Regions from separate parts of the Mus musculus genome. Here region 1 is linked to region 2. A link is a contact called in public HiCAR-type data. All regions are on one chromosome and are shown on one strand. Each heading gives the region's core, a stretch centred on a gene start, on an enhancer-like site or on the middle of the called end of the contact. The rest is flanking DNA. Distances are from core to core; before and after follow the strand shown.

What was found. HiCAR-type assays count read pairs that join an accessible place to other places.
Region 1: a HiCAR-type map of fibro-adipogenic progenitors shows a contact between it and region 2, with 2.3 times the contacts expected there. The contact joins the enhancer-like site here to the promoter of Lmntd1 in region 2. A contact is called at or near these places in 1 of 39 promoter capture datasets (macrophages), 5 of 484 Hi-C or Micro-C datasets (embryonic fibroblasts, liver, nephron progenitors and 1 more), 2 of 115 datasets of contacts at active chromatin or transcription factors (embryonic fibroblasts and fibro-adipogenic progenitors) and 3 of 9 other capture datasets (adipose tissue, embryonic stem cells and liver).

What each region holds. Positions count from the first base shown.
Region 1 is chr6:145,561,484-145,567,528 of GRCm38.p6, reverse strand. The region is part of intron 1 of Gm38475 (a long non-coding RNA gene); the gene reads left to right. Among named protein-coding and RNA genes, the nearest start is that of Gm38475, 50 kb to the left of the region's middle. Within about 2 kb of position 2,623, at least 36 of the 459 cell types and tissues checked have an H3K27ac peak or open chromatin away from gene starts, as enhancers often do. A contact at or near this core is called in embryonic fibroblasts and fibro-adipogenic progenitors, where this site is marked.
Region 2 is chr6:145,430,445-145,436,901 of GRCm38.p6, reverse strand. It overlaps Lmntd1 (lamin tail domain containing 1), which reads left to right and starts at 1,977. Exons shown (of 10, transcript NM_028742.2): 1 at 1,977-1,997; 2 at 2,901-3,028; 3 at 3,107-3,216. The coding sequence starts at 3,137.

The sequences.
Region 1 (6,045 bases), core at 1,374-3,873, 130 kb before region 2:
GCTTGATTTGGGATCCCAGTCCCGTCATCACCCACATTCAGGGTAGATTTTGCCTTCTCCAGTTTATCTTCTCTGTGAAACACTGGCATGGACACAGCCAGCCCACGGGAAGTCCACGCCCAGTCAAGGGGACAGTGAAGATAAGCACTGAAGGCAGAGATTCACATCACTGAGGACGTTCGCCAGTGGCTCAGGCAGATATGAGTGGACCACCTTACTCAGAAGGAGGCCTTCCGCCTCCAGACTGCTGACATCTGTGGCTCTGCTGACCCCAGGGCCTTTGAGTCCTCACTGGATCCTCTGTACTGATTCTCAGAAGGGGAAGAAGAAGGTGTAGTGCTGTCTGAGAGGTGCATGTGGGCCAGGTGCTCTTATCCCAGGTTGGGGGCGGGGCTGGAGGGTACCGTTGAACTTTGTGGCTAGAAGGAAAGTGATTTGAGTTTAGAGAGCTGCTTGCCAGCCTTCAGAGCAGTGTCACCGTATCCCCTTCTCTGAGGGTGAGACAGACAAAGAGGTTAAATAACTCAGAGAAGTCACCCTGGCAACAGGAGGTAAGAAAGAACTTGAAGCCAGGAGCTTACACCAGACTCCTCCCAGTTACACAGCTTCCAGGAGTGGCCATGATGCCAAACAGAGGCAGGCTCCTGTTCTTTCACAAAGTGCAGAATGCAGCATACAGAAGCTAGTGCTCATTTAGGATGCATGTGTGACCCTCGACACCAGTGATTCTTCCTCAGCATCACAGCATGTGTTCCAACCGTGGGAGTGCTGGTTCAGCCTATTCATGTCCTGTTTCCAACATCATTCACTGATGGTGGACAGATGTGGAACTGGGGCCCTGAGTTAGAGTCAAAGTCAAACAGATTCAAAACAGCATGGCTCAGCATGAAGAGGTGGACTCTGGAGTTACCACAATTGAAGTAATAAAAGCCTTGTTCTGCAGCTCCCTGGTTGAACCCTGGCGACTTCACTCCCTGGCCTGTAGCCTGCTTGCTTATATTTGAGATAGCAATGCCTTCTGCATAGGGCTGTTCGGAGCATACGATTGACCCTTACCGGGTCTTAAGAGTAGCCGGGCAGTGGTGGCGCACACCTTTACGAAATCCAAAGACACTGGTTCTTATTGTTCTATCAGTGAACAGCAACTTCTTGTGCATAGCAGCTCTTCCTGCACTCTCAGAGGTTGGTTAGTCCTGCGGCCCCGCCCCCTTGTCTAGAGGCCCCGCCCCCTTGTCTATGGACTGGATCCTTCTCTATTTCCCTTTCTCCTCTTGAGTGTGAACGGGTATTACACGTCACTTCAGTCCTTGCAATGTTTTCTAAACGTCTCCTGCCTTTTCCTGTGGCCCATACAATCCTGTCTGTACACAGAGGCCAGAGTGATTGGTCTCATGATTGAGTGGGTGTACATCAAGCTGAGGTGTCAAGCACACTCATTATTGATCTCCATCCTTACCTGACAAGGTATGTGCGTTTTGTGGTAAAGACATTGGATGTGACCTCATAGCAAATTTCAAGTTATCAATCTAATATCTTCGACTCTGTTGACCATGTTCATATCTGACCCCAGAGTTACACCTCAGAAGACTTGCTAGCGCTCACCCCATCTGCTTGTGAGTAATTCCTTAAAGATGCCCCGTTTGGCTAGGCTCCCATGTTGTCTGTCATCTGCCTTATTTCACTTAGCACAATGTCCTCCTGGTTTACCCATCTGGTCATAAATGGCACATTCCCATATTCCCCATGGCTGAATCATATCTCATTGGCTTTATTCATCCAGCCATCACAGAATACATTGTTCTTTTTATATGCGCTCACTTGTGAATTGCACTGCAATTCATGTGAGCTACAGGCACCTCCTTGCTAGCCTGACTTCATTTCCTTTACTGGAAATTATAGTCCAATTTTAAAAAGATAATCTGTACTACTTTTCATGATGAATGTACCAATTATATATTATATGTACATGTATAATATAATATATATAATATATATATTAATATATATTTATATATAATTTAAATATAGATCAGATCATGAATTGTCTTGATTAAACATAGTAACATCTTTAAGCCTTATTTAACTATCTCTCAAGCCCTTCCCTCAGTAGGAATCCTGTGTGTCCAGGACAGTCCTCACTTACACCATTATTTTGCTCTTATTATAAACAGCCCATATTTCACTTTCAAAGGATCTAAGAGCTGACAAGTTTTGTAATCATCCTAGAGTGGTTGGATCCTAATTTAATTACAATCCAGAACCTTAACCATGAAGTTTGAATCAATGTGGTTATAACTTGATTCTGATTTAGCTTAGCTTTGAGCTGCATTTAAAAATAGTCCAAGTTCCTTGTGTATTGGAAGCCTTTCAAACTCCATAGTAATGACCTTTGCTGGGCTTCCTAGAGCCCAGCACTCTTCCAAGTGTGGTACCTGCCAGAGATGAGCCAAAGCCCAGGGGCTGCAGCTCAGTGTCTGTCTCTGACTTGTACACAGCCACCTTCCCCTCCAAGAGGGATCATGCCTTAGTGCCACCATGCCTGCCTCCAGTGCCTTACACAGGATGGCTCAGGGAATATTGCTGAGCCTCATGAGTAAGACTTGTAACGTGATAGCCTTGTGAGTAAGCGGCCCAGTAATGTTAATCACAACCACGTTTTGTTTCTGTAACCAGACAACTCCACGCATGTGTACCCACTTACTTGTCAGGCAGAGCTCTCATTGTGGTACCTAACTATAATGCCAGCCCTCTGGACACAGAAGGATCACTTTGAGTTTGAAGCCAGCCTGGGCTGTATAATAATATGACCTTGTTTCATAGCCAGACAAAGCAAAATAAAGCAAAAACCAAAAATACAAAGAAAGGATGGAAGGAAGGAGGAGGAGGAGGAGGAAGGAGAAGAGGAGGAAGAGGAGGAGGAGGAAGAGGAGAGAGAGAGAGAGAGATATAAAGAAATGAGCAAAACAAAAAGAGTGAAATGACCAAACCTAGCACCTTGTTTCCAGAGTTTCGGGAGGGTTGAGTCCCAGCTGGGGCTGCCCCAGTCTGGACGGGAAGTATTCCTGTAGCCGACGGTAGATCCTACGTAAGATTCTTGGCTAGTTCTTGGAGTGTCTTTCTACAGGTCAGTCAGAATATAGGCAGTTCTATATCATGGGAAGTAAGGGTTGGCGGGAGGGTGGTTGTAGATAAAAGCAAAGCCTGAGCTAACAGCTCCCCCCCCCCAGGTTGCCCACTATCAGTGATGGGCATAGATAATATGGCTGCCTTCAATTATATTACTTGAGCTAAGAAAGTATCCTCTTACTCCCGTAACTCATCTTCTGTGGGATCCCACAGCCTTCAGTACAAACATTTCTCTCATGTTATAGAACACCTGCCTAGCTACTCATCTCATCTGTCAGTGGTAAAGTCCTTTAGCAATACCATGCCTTTGTCAATGGCACACTGGCGTACAGGTGTCAGCTGAGCCAGTCTGACTTGTTGCATTGTTGCTGTTTCCTCCCCCATTGAAACATGCCATCCTGAAGGGAAGGGATACAACATACTAGGCTCATAAAAGCAACAAGAAACTCAGAAGCCTCACCAGCCCCGCTGAGGAGACTCTTCGGCGGAGCTGCCTGCAGGCTGGGCAGGGAGCTCCAGAGATACACTTTCTATGAGTTGTCACGTATTCTGATCTGTGGGGCTCTCCAGTGCCACAGCTGCCATTGAGTGACTCATGCTCTTGTAAGTAATCCAGAGAAGTTGACTGCTTCACCAGGGCAGACCTGGGTGTGATTGTTCCTTTGGTTCATCATTGCCCTCACTATCTGACCCCAGGGCAGGTCACACAGCACTTGTCTTGGTTGTGATAAAATGAGGGAGAGAAGTACAAAGGAGGACAGTTGTAACTTTAAATTTTTCAAAGCCTATTTTTAATGATGGTTCTTAAATGCTTTAACCTCCCTTCTAGCCCACCACCCACCAGAGGTAATGGAAAAGAAAGGATATGGAGGGAAGTGGACCTGTTTAGAAATGGTTCTTTAGAGCAACTCCCTTCTGTGTTGTCTGGGCAGCTCAACCCTCTTGTAAGCACTTCACAGACGCACCAGTAGTCCAGTTCAATAGAGCTGGGATAGCAAACATGATCAGCAGCTATGGCACTACCTAGCAGAAACAGCCGGGCCTCAGCCTCAGCACCAGTCAGTAGGAGGGACCAGGCCAACAGGAATGCCAGGGAAAGTTCTCGGCTGTGCCTCTCCCAGCAAAGTAAGGATCAGCAAAGACTCAAGACCAAGAAGCGGTCAGCTATACAAGCAAGCCAAGCTCAGCCTCTGTCACTGTCCATAGAGTTCTATTTATACCCCCTCCAAACATCACATGTCCTCCATGGGTCTTGTCTCACTGTGTCTTTCTTGCCTTGGCACGTGTGTCTGCTTCAGCTGATACCACTCTGCCAATCAGCCCAAGTCGGCAGAAGCAGCAAGAAGCCTAGGCACACCACCAGAAGTTTCTTGGTGCAATTCTCTATTCTATAGAGTCCAACATATGGAGCCCAATCACACAGTGTAAGGTGGACCAATGCACGGGTGGTGTTAGCGAAGAATTCTTCACGTGTCCTTGCACGTGCTTGCTTCAGCAGAGCATCCTTTCACCTGTGTCTGCTTCAGTGAAACTTACTTTCAGGAGTCTGTCTTAGTCTTTCACCTGTGTCTCCTTCAGGAAAACACTCCTTCACGTGTTTGCCCCAGGAAAACACCATCCAACACAACTGACTTTCCAAGAACCCTAAGTTTCCACTTCAGATAATTGTTCTGGGCTGGGCATTGAACTTGTTTTGGAATTGGGCTCTGATACATGTTCCTTGTCTGAACATATGAGAGGTGGGCCTGTTGCAGCTAGTTTTAACTGGGTGAGTGTTTTCATTCGCACCATCTTATCCTGCACTGCTTGCTATTTATATATTAACTATGCAGTTTAGTTACATGCAATATAGATGTTCAGCTCCTGTATCTCAGCTACTCTGGCATCCTCACAGCCTACTGGAAGCAAATCTGTGGGTCTTGATTTGTAGAAGTCTCTACGCAGCCATCATTCATGTGCCCAGAGTGCTCAACGACTGCTTTACCATTTTCACTCTGTGTCACTGATGTCCAGGTCGCCACTTTTAGCTCTCCAGACATCCGTGGTGAAGCCAGTCCTTAAAGAAAAATCAAACCAAATGACAGACATTGATAGACCCTCTGCCCTGTCAAACCGAATGACAGACCCTCTGTCGTTGATAGACCCTCTGCCCTGAATTTCAGAACTGTGTATACAGAAGACAGGGTCAGGGTTAGAAACATCACTGTACAGTCAGCTGCTGACGTGTTGGGAGCCAGAGGTAAGTTAGCACTCCTTAATCATCCACAGTCAGCAACCAAAAGAACATTAGAAGTAAGCAGCAGAGACTGAGCCACGGTGGCCTTCACAGCAGTAATCTGTTCAGTCTTCCTGTCTTCTTGAGAAATTTATTCAGTACATATACATGCTGAGGGAGAGAAGGAGAGACAGAAGGAGAGGGAAGAGGAGAGGCAGGGAGACATGAGAGAGAAGTAGAGGAGCGAGATCTGTCGGCAGAACACAAAAGGCTTGTCTTTGTTTTTTAATGTTAGTTCCATTTGTTCACCTTCCTTCAGCTCATACGCAGCTATCTAAATGTTTTGAGTACTTTCTATGTTGTGAGGGGAAACTTTAGTTCCTCCTTTCCTGTTTGTTTGTTTGTTTGCCTTGACCTAGGGTCTCCTGCAGCTCCGGCCATCCCTGGCTGGCTGTGTAGGTGAGGATGACTGAATTTCTGATCTCCCTGCTTCATCTCTCAAGTCATGTGACCACCCATCAGCTCCTTCAAGTACAATACCCAGAACTGCATCCTTCTGTGTCCTGGGAGAAGAACATAGAAAGGATTGCTAGGTCTGGTGTGTATGCATGCCTCTAATTCCAGCACTTTGGAAGTGGAAGGCAGAAAGATCAGGACTTTAAGGGCAGCTTCATCTACTTGGAGAGTTTTAAGCCAGTTTAGGT
Region 2 (6,457 bases), core at 728-3,227:
AAGCTGTATGCCGCGCTCTGAGCCTGAGGAGAGGGGGCGTGTTGGGATACTTTTTGCCATACTCCTCAGGTTTATGTTGCCCACATGTGTACCCACTGCTGGAGATGGAAAGGAAAGCCAGTGTACACAGCCCTCCTTCACACAAGACATCCTAACTATATTGCCAGTTTAGCTGGGCAGTGGTGGTACATGCCTTTAACCCCAGAACTTGAGAGGCAGAGCCAGAGGTAGGTGAATCTCTGTGAGTTCAAGGCTACCCTGATCTATAGAGCTAATTCCAAGATGGCCAGGGACACACAGAGAAACCATGTCTCAAACAAAACAAAACAACCAAACAATGATTTCATGAACCCCCTGATGAGCAAACACTCTCCACATGTGGCAACTGAAGACTTTAACATGAACCCAGATCTTTGTTCTCATCAATGATTTCAAAATTGTGCATATGTAAGTATTTGCCTAATATTTTAAATAGAAGAAGTGGAATTTCCCCACATTTAATTCTTGCTTCACTAGGACAAAAAACACAAGATATGAAACATCTTCTTTGTTTTTAAGTCAGGGTCTTCTTTTGTAGGCCTGGCCTAGTACCCTCCGTACAAACCAAACTGGCCTTGAACTCATGGTGACCCTCCTGCTTCTACCTCCCAAAGTCTAGTATCACAAGCAAAACTCAGTTCCGTGTTTTCTATTCCCTATCTACTCTTAAAAGGGCTTAATTCCCCATACAAACTTCTGGAATTTTTTCTCCCATAGGGGCTAAGGTCAGAGATAACCGAGAAGCGGGAGAACGGGTGATCTTAGAGCAGAGGTGAAGAAAAGCAGGGTTGATCCTGTTTAGAAATGGATAGACTTTCGGATCCAGGAATACACTGGGCAGGAGTCAACTGGGGAATGAGCGTGGGAACAAGTCCTTCAAAGCAAAGCAAAGGGCGTAACTCCTGCCCCAAGCCCTGGTGCAATGCCTTTGGCCAAAGGTCACGTCAGTTAGCTTCTGCATTATCAGAAGGCATGCTCCCATCTCTCTCCCACCGTAGCTACTCCCCTGTACACACCCAAATCTTACTTATGGTGACAGGACCCAGGCTCAGATATTTGCCTGGAGAAGTGGCTGGGCGTCGTTTTCCCAGCTATTGTTTGGCCATGTCCTTCCTGAGCTAGAGGGAATAACAATGGTGATGAGAACTGTCTACAGCCTGGTGGATCCCCTTTTTCAAAATGGTGAGCAACAGATCCCAGCAGGCATATATGGTCCCTCTCAGTAACCAATGCTTACTTCCTGGGGAGCTTAGGTCTGCATTATACAAATGTAAAGCTAGCTTTGAATTCATATGTATTGTGAAGCTAGATTTCAGACTCAAGTTGTCATTTATTTTCCACAACTGTGACTATCTGGCATGTCAGGTGCTGTGTGGGAAAGCTTTGTGCCAAGAAAGAGTATGTCAGGTCCTAGTGAGTCTAATACTTCTGGTTCCTGTCCAGTAAAAGCCAGCCCTACACACACCCAAATCTTGGCTCCTCCCCATACACACCCAAATCTTGGCTCCTGACCCTGTGTTCTCATGCAAAATTCTCCTTGTGCTCTATTTTGTCCTTGCTTCAAAATCACTGGCATTGTCTCCATGGCAGCAAAGAAGGAAAATTGGTTTTGTTATAAAAGTACAGTAGCTTAGGCAAGGGAGCAAGGAAAGTCCACTGACGGAGTGGATGCTGAAGCAGTCACACAGAGCCCACTGCCCAGGAAGTGGTCACTGAAGTGGCCACACGTAAAGTCCACTGCACAGGGAATGGTCCCTCAAGCATCCACACGTAGTCTGCTGCAGGGGGAAGGCTGGCGCAGTCACACATTCAAAGCTTTCAGAAGCTTTTCTCAGTTGATAAAAGTTTCCTCGGAACTATGAAACCATGAATAGAATCTCCGATAAGACAAATGAGGTCATAATGACCTCATGAGAGCATGTAACAGCTGAGAACCCACACAGACTGGAGGAGGTGGGGTAAGGGGGAAATCAGGAAATGATCAATCCATTCTCAGCCCTTCCCATAAGTCTCCCAAGGAGATTGTTACCCAGTAGGCCTATTGTGTTCAAAGGGCACAGGCTTCATCTTCAAGGTTGAGAAAGTGTAGCCAAATGTTTACTGCCTTCCAACTTCTTGTCCTTTTTCAACTTATTAACAATTATAATTTAAATCGGAAAGTGTGTTGTCTTCCATGGGAAGAATTGCTCATTTGTAGCACCTAGCTACCGTTGGTTACATAGTAGATGCTCTCTGATAATTTCTAAATGAGTTCATTCATTCCTTTCATCATCCATAATGTATGTAACAAATGCATAGATGCCTATAACTTCATATCTGGTGACTGTACTCTCCCACCACCATTTTCTATCATAGAACATTAAGTGTGGGCTTCTACACAGAGAAGAAATGAAGTTAGGGAGAGTTTTCCTAACTTGTGATCTTGGTATAACTGGAAGGATTCCAGTTATTAATTGGCTTTGGTTATCCTCACTAACAAACTGCCTTGTGCCTTAAAGTTACATGGTTTCCATTCCTGCCCCAGTTGTTTTCTGTATAGTCTTTGCTAGAGGGAGGGGGAAAGCAAAGAAGAGAGAAGAGTTGTGAAAACATGAGTTGTGATAGGTTCCAACATTTATGTACTGCCCTAGGTCCTCAGAAACCCACAATGGACCACTGAACATGTCAGCCTCTGAGGGAGGTATGGCACTCAGTGTTGATGGTCTACAGACTTCACTACAGCAGTCAGCGTTCAGAGCTGGAAGCTCTGTAACCATGGTGACATGAGCCTGTTCTCTAGAGGCAGTGGTGGCCAGATGCGAGGTCGTTGGTTGTCATAAAGGCTGAGCTGCTCGCCATGGTCTCTCTGTGGTTTGTCTCAGATTCTTCGCCCATAGAGAGAGGCATTGAATACGTCGACTCTGACATTTCTCGTGAGAATGGTCTTTCTAGTACCAGTGTAGCAAAGGAATCATAAAATTTGATAAACTGAAGACAGTTGGATTAGCAGGTAAGATCATCTTAAAAAGAAAGTCCCCCTTGAGCCTCTGCTGTGGTCACTGCCTGAGGCCATGATCTCTTTACCTAGGGAAGAGAAGAGGCACCTCCTCTGCCAGCCATGATGAAGGAAGCATCGGAGCCTCTAGCCAGTGTCACCAGCATCAATAAGCAAGACAGTAAAGTACAGGATGGAGAGATGTAAGAACACACCAACTGGGGCAAGCGGGGTCTGGCTTACAGTTTGGGATGGAATACATACCTCAGTGTTTAAAAATGACTTAGGTGTGGGTGTCTCGCGCCTTGGCAAGTAAAAGTGCTTGCCTGCAAGCCTTGTGACTGGGATGTGGTCCCAAACCTCTGTCATGGAAGGAGCTCCCTCCCCAATAGTAAGTACAATAAAAACCATCTGGGAAGTCATTAGAACTACAAATTCCATAGGTTTCCCAAATATAATGACTCACAGCATCAACTATTTTCCCAACCTCTGTTTTATAAGACCCCCCCCCTCCTCTAAGCAACATAAAGAATTGCCCTAGACAGAACTCTTCCATAAAAACCTGGGTGGGATTTCACAGCTGCCCTTTAATGGACCAAGGCCATCAGCTTAAGAGCTTGTCTAGAGCAGGTGTGGAGGTGTGGCAGCTCACACCCATGTTTCCCGCACGCTGAAGGCTGAGGAAGGAAGCCTGGGCTGCACCACAAGATGATCTCAAAAATCAAAAGCTACACAGAACCACCACCAATAGCAAACTGCGAGGTGAACACGAGACCATTAGAATTTGCTCAGGGAAGTGTTGGTGGGGGCAACATGCATAATAGCCCCTGCTCCACCACAGCTGTTAACCATCTGTCAGCTGAAGCACTGGGGTGGGCTTTCTTTGGTTGGCTAACAGAAGCATTCAGCTCTCAAGGGCACGTAACCAGAAGCCGTGCATCACCTCAGACTTAGCCCTGTGTTCACCATTCAGCACCCGGCACCTGTCTGTCATGAGAAGCTGGGACTGTCAGTATCTTCAAAGCCGCATGACCCAGCCCTCTCAAATGCTGGCCTGAGCTCCTGCCATTGCTCCTGGCTTAGCATCTGTTATCTATAGAGGAAGGAAAATACAGAGAAGGAGCTGGGCAAATGCCAGGACTCAAGGCAGTAAGAAGATTCCCTTCTAAAAGCACCCACAGATGGGTGAGCACAGGGCCCATACACCCAGCTGTAGCCTAAGAGCCAAGTCCTGGAACCTTCACTCTTCCCAGGATGTGTGCAGCCATCAGACACTTATTTTTATTCTTTTCTCTTCTTTTTTTTTTCTGAGACAGGGTTTCTCTGTATAGTCCTGGCTGTCCTGGAACTCACTCTGTAGACCAGGCTGGCCTCGAACTCAGAAATCCACCTGCCTCTGCCTCCCAAGTGCTGGGATTAAAGGCGTGAAGCCACCACTGCTCAGCTCAGACATTTATTTTTAACAGAACTAAGGCTTCCTGAGTCCCTGGGCCAAGTTTCTCTGTTCCAGCTACACAGGGCTTAGTGGGAATCTTTTATACTGGACTTACATGTATTTGGAAGGGATTTTTTTTTTCCTAAAGGAAAAGTTTGGGGGTGCTTACAACATTAGCATACGGAGAAGACCAGAGTGAGCGTGCAGTGGAAACCAGATATGAGGAATGCCGATCACCTCCCAGGCTTTGTCCAGGCCGCAGCAGGGAGAAGCTCTCCCATGGGAGCCTGTCTGCGGCCGCAGAGATGACACATGTCAGACCCTGTAGTCTCCTGCCCACTTCTGTCATGATCATACTCCAGAGTGTGGGGCTCCTCAGACAAACGAGAGTGCTTGGAGCATCACCGAGCTCACTGAGCACCGAGCAGGGGAAAACGCAAGTCTGAAAGCCTGTGCCGTTTCTTCGCATTTTAAAAACTCTGGTTGTGCTTTCTGAGAGGCTCATTTAGTGGCATCTGCTGTTGATTAAGGAGAGCTCCAGATATAAACATTCCCGGGGAAGGAATGCGCAGAGTGAAGGCATGGGCGTGATGATTCCCAGCGAGGACCTAGTGAAGATGGCAGAAGAGGAAGTTCCCCATAGAAACCACACCGAACAACCCCAGCCAGATACCGTCTTTAACAACCTTGTGAACGGAACCGTTTCCCGTGGGTGGGTCCTGCAGAGACTTCCTAGAGGAAGGAAGCTTCGTTTTGGAGCACGGCTTCAGAGTTGTCAACCATGGTTGACTCCATTACCTTTAGGCTGAAAGAGCATGGAGGAGGGGTGTGGCCCAGGAGAGCAGAAGCAGGGCAGAGATGGGAAGAGCCAGAACAAGATAGAAAGTCCAGGGCTCTGTGTGATGACCCCCTGCCTCCAACTTGTCCCCAGCTCGCACCACTGATTGTGAATTCATCAGTGGATGACCCCATTCGGTAGGACAGAACCCTCTTACCTGGCCACCTCTGGAAACTCTCCGGTAGACACGTGCAGAGGTGCCTTCCGCTGAGCCTGCTAGGCCACTCTCAGGACAATCCAGTCACACTCAGGATTAGCCATGAAGTAAGAGCTCTGAGAAGTGACCGAGAGAGAAGTGATGTGGGAAATGAAGTCGGTTCCTGATTTATAGTAAATTCTGTAGACACATGATTTGACATAGGGACAGATGGACAGGCCATATGTCCAGTTTTATAAAGCAATGAAAGGATTTGGACCCTTTGGCTTTTATTCCAATTTAATCATCACAGATGCATGTGCATACGCCCACGAATACACACACACAAGCACCTGTCTCTCTGAGGCTACAGGAACAGTGTTGATGTAAAGCCCATCATAATCCATTGTTAATCCTAAGCCAACTCCACCATTTTGGGCCACATTTAAAGCAAGCTTTAGTAAAGATTAAATGCTGACCAGAAGATGGACTTTGGCCAGGACCATCTCCTGGGATTTATCGCCTGAGAGTGGCCTCAAGCCATGTGTCACACAGACAGTGTTGTCCTGGTCACTGTACTTTCCCACGAGGCTTTGCTATTTCCCAAGAACTACAATTCCCAGCATTCCAGGAAGTTACCTGGTTCCTGGGAAGGTGGGGCTTACAGGTTAATTTGGGGCATTATACCTCATCCTGAGATCAAACATAACACTACTTAGCTTGTGAACAATTATACTGTAGTTTGGGGACTTTGCTCCAATGAACATGTAGGGTTTAATAAATTCTTTATTTTTTTGAAAAACTGTGTTCCTAATAGAAGTCACTTATTACTGTGGTACTTGAAAATGGCCATTCCTCCTTCTTTTCTGGTTTCCATGAGAGACGGGGAGGGGAGGCTGTTACTGGAAAGCAATTATTATCCACATAATTCTGTCAGTATTGGAAGGTTAGTTAGCAGCTCAGGAATTCAAAGAAAAGGTTATACCAGTGAACAAGCACTAAAGTCTTTTGTACACTCACGGTTAGGAAAATACC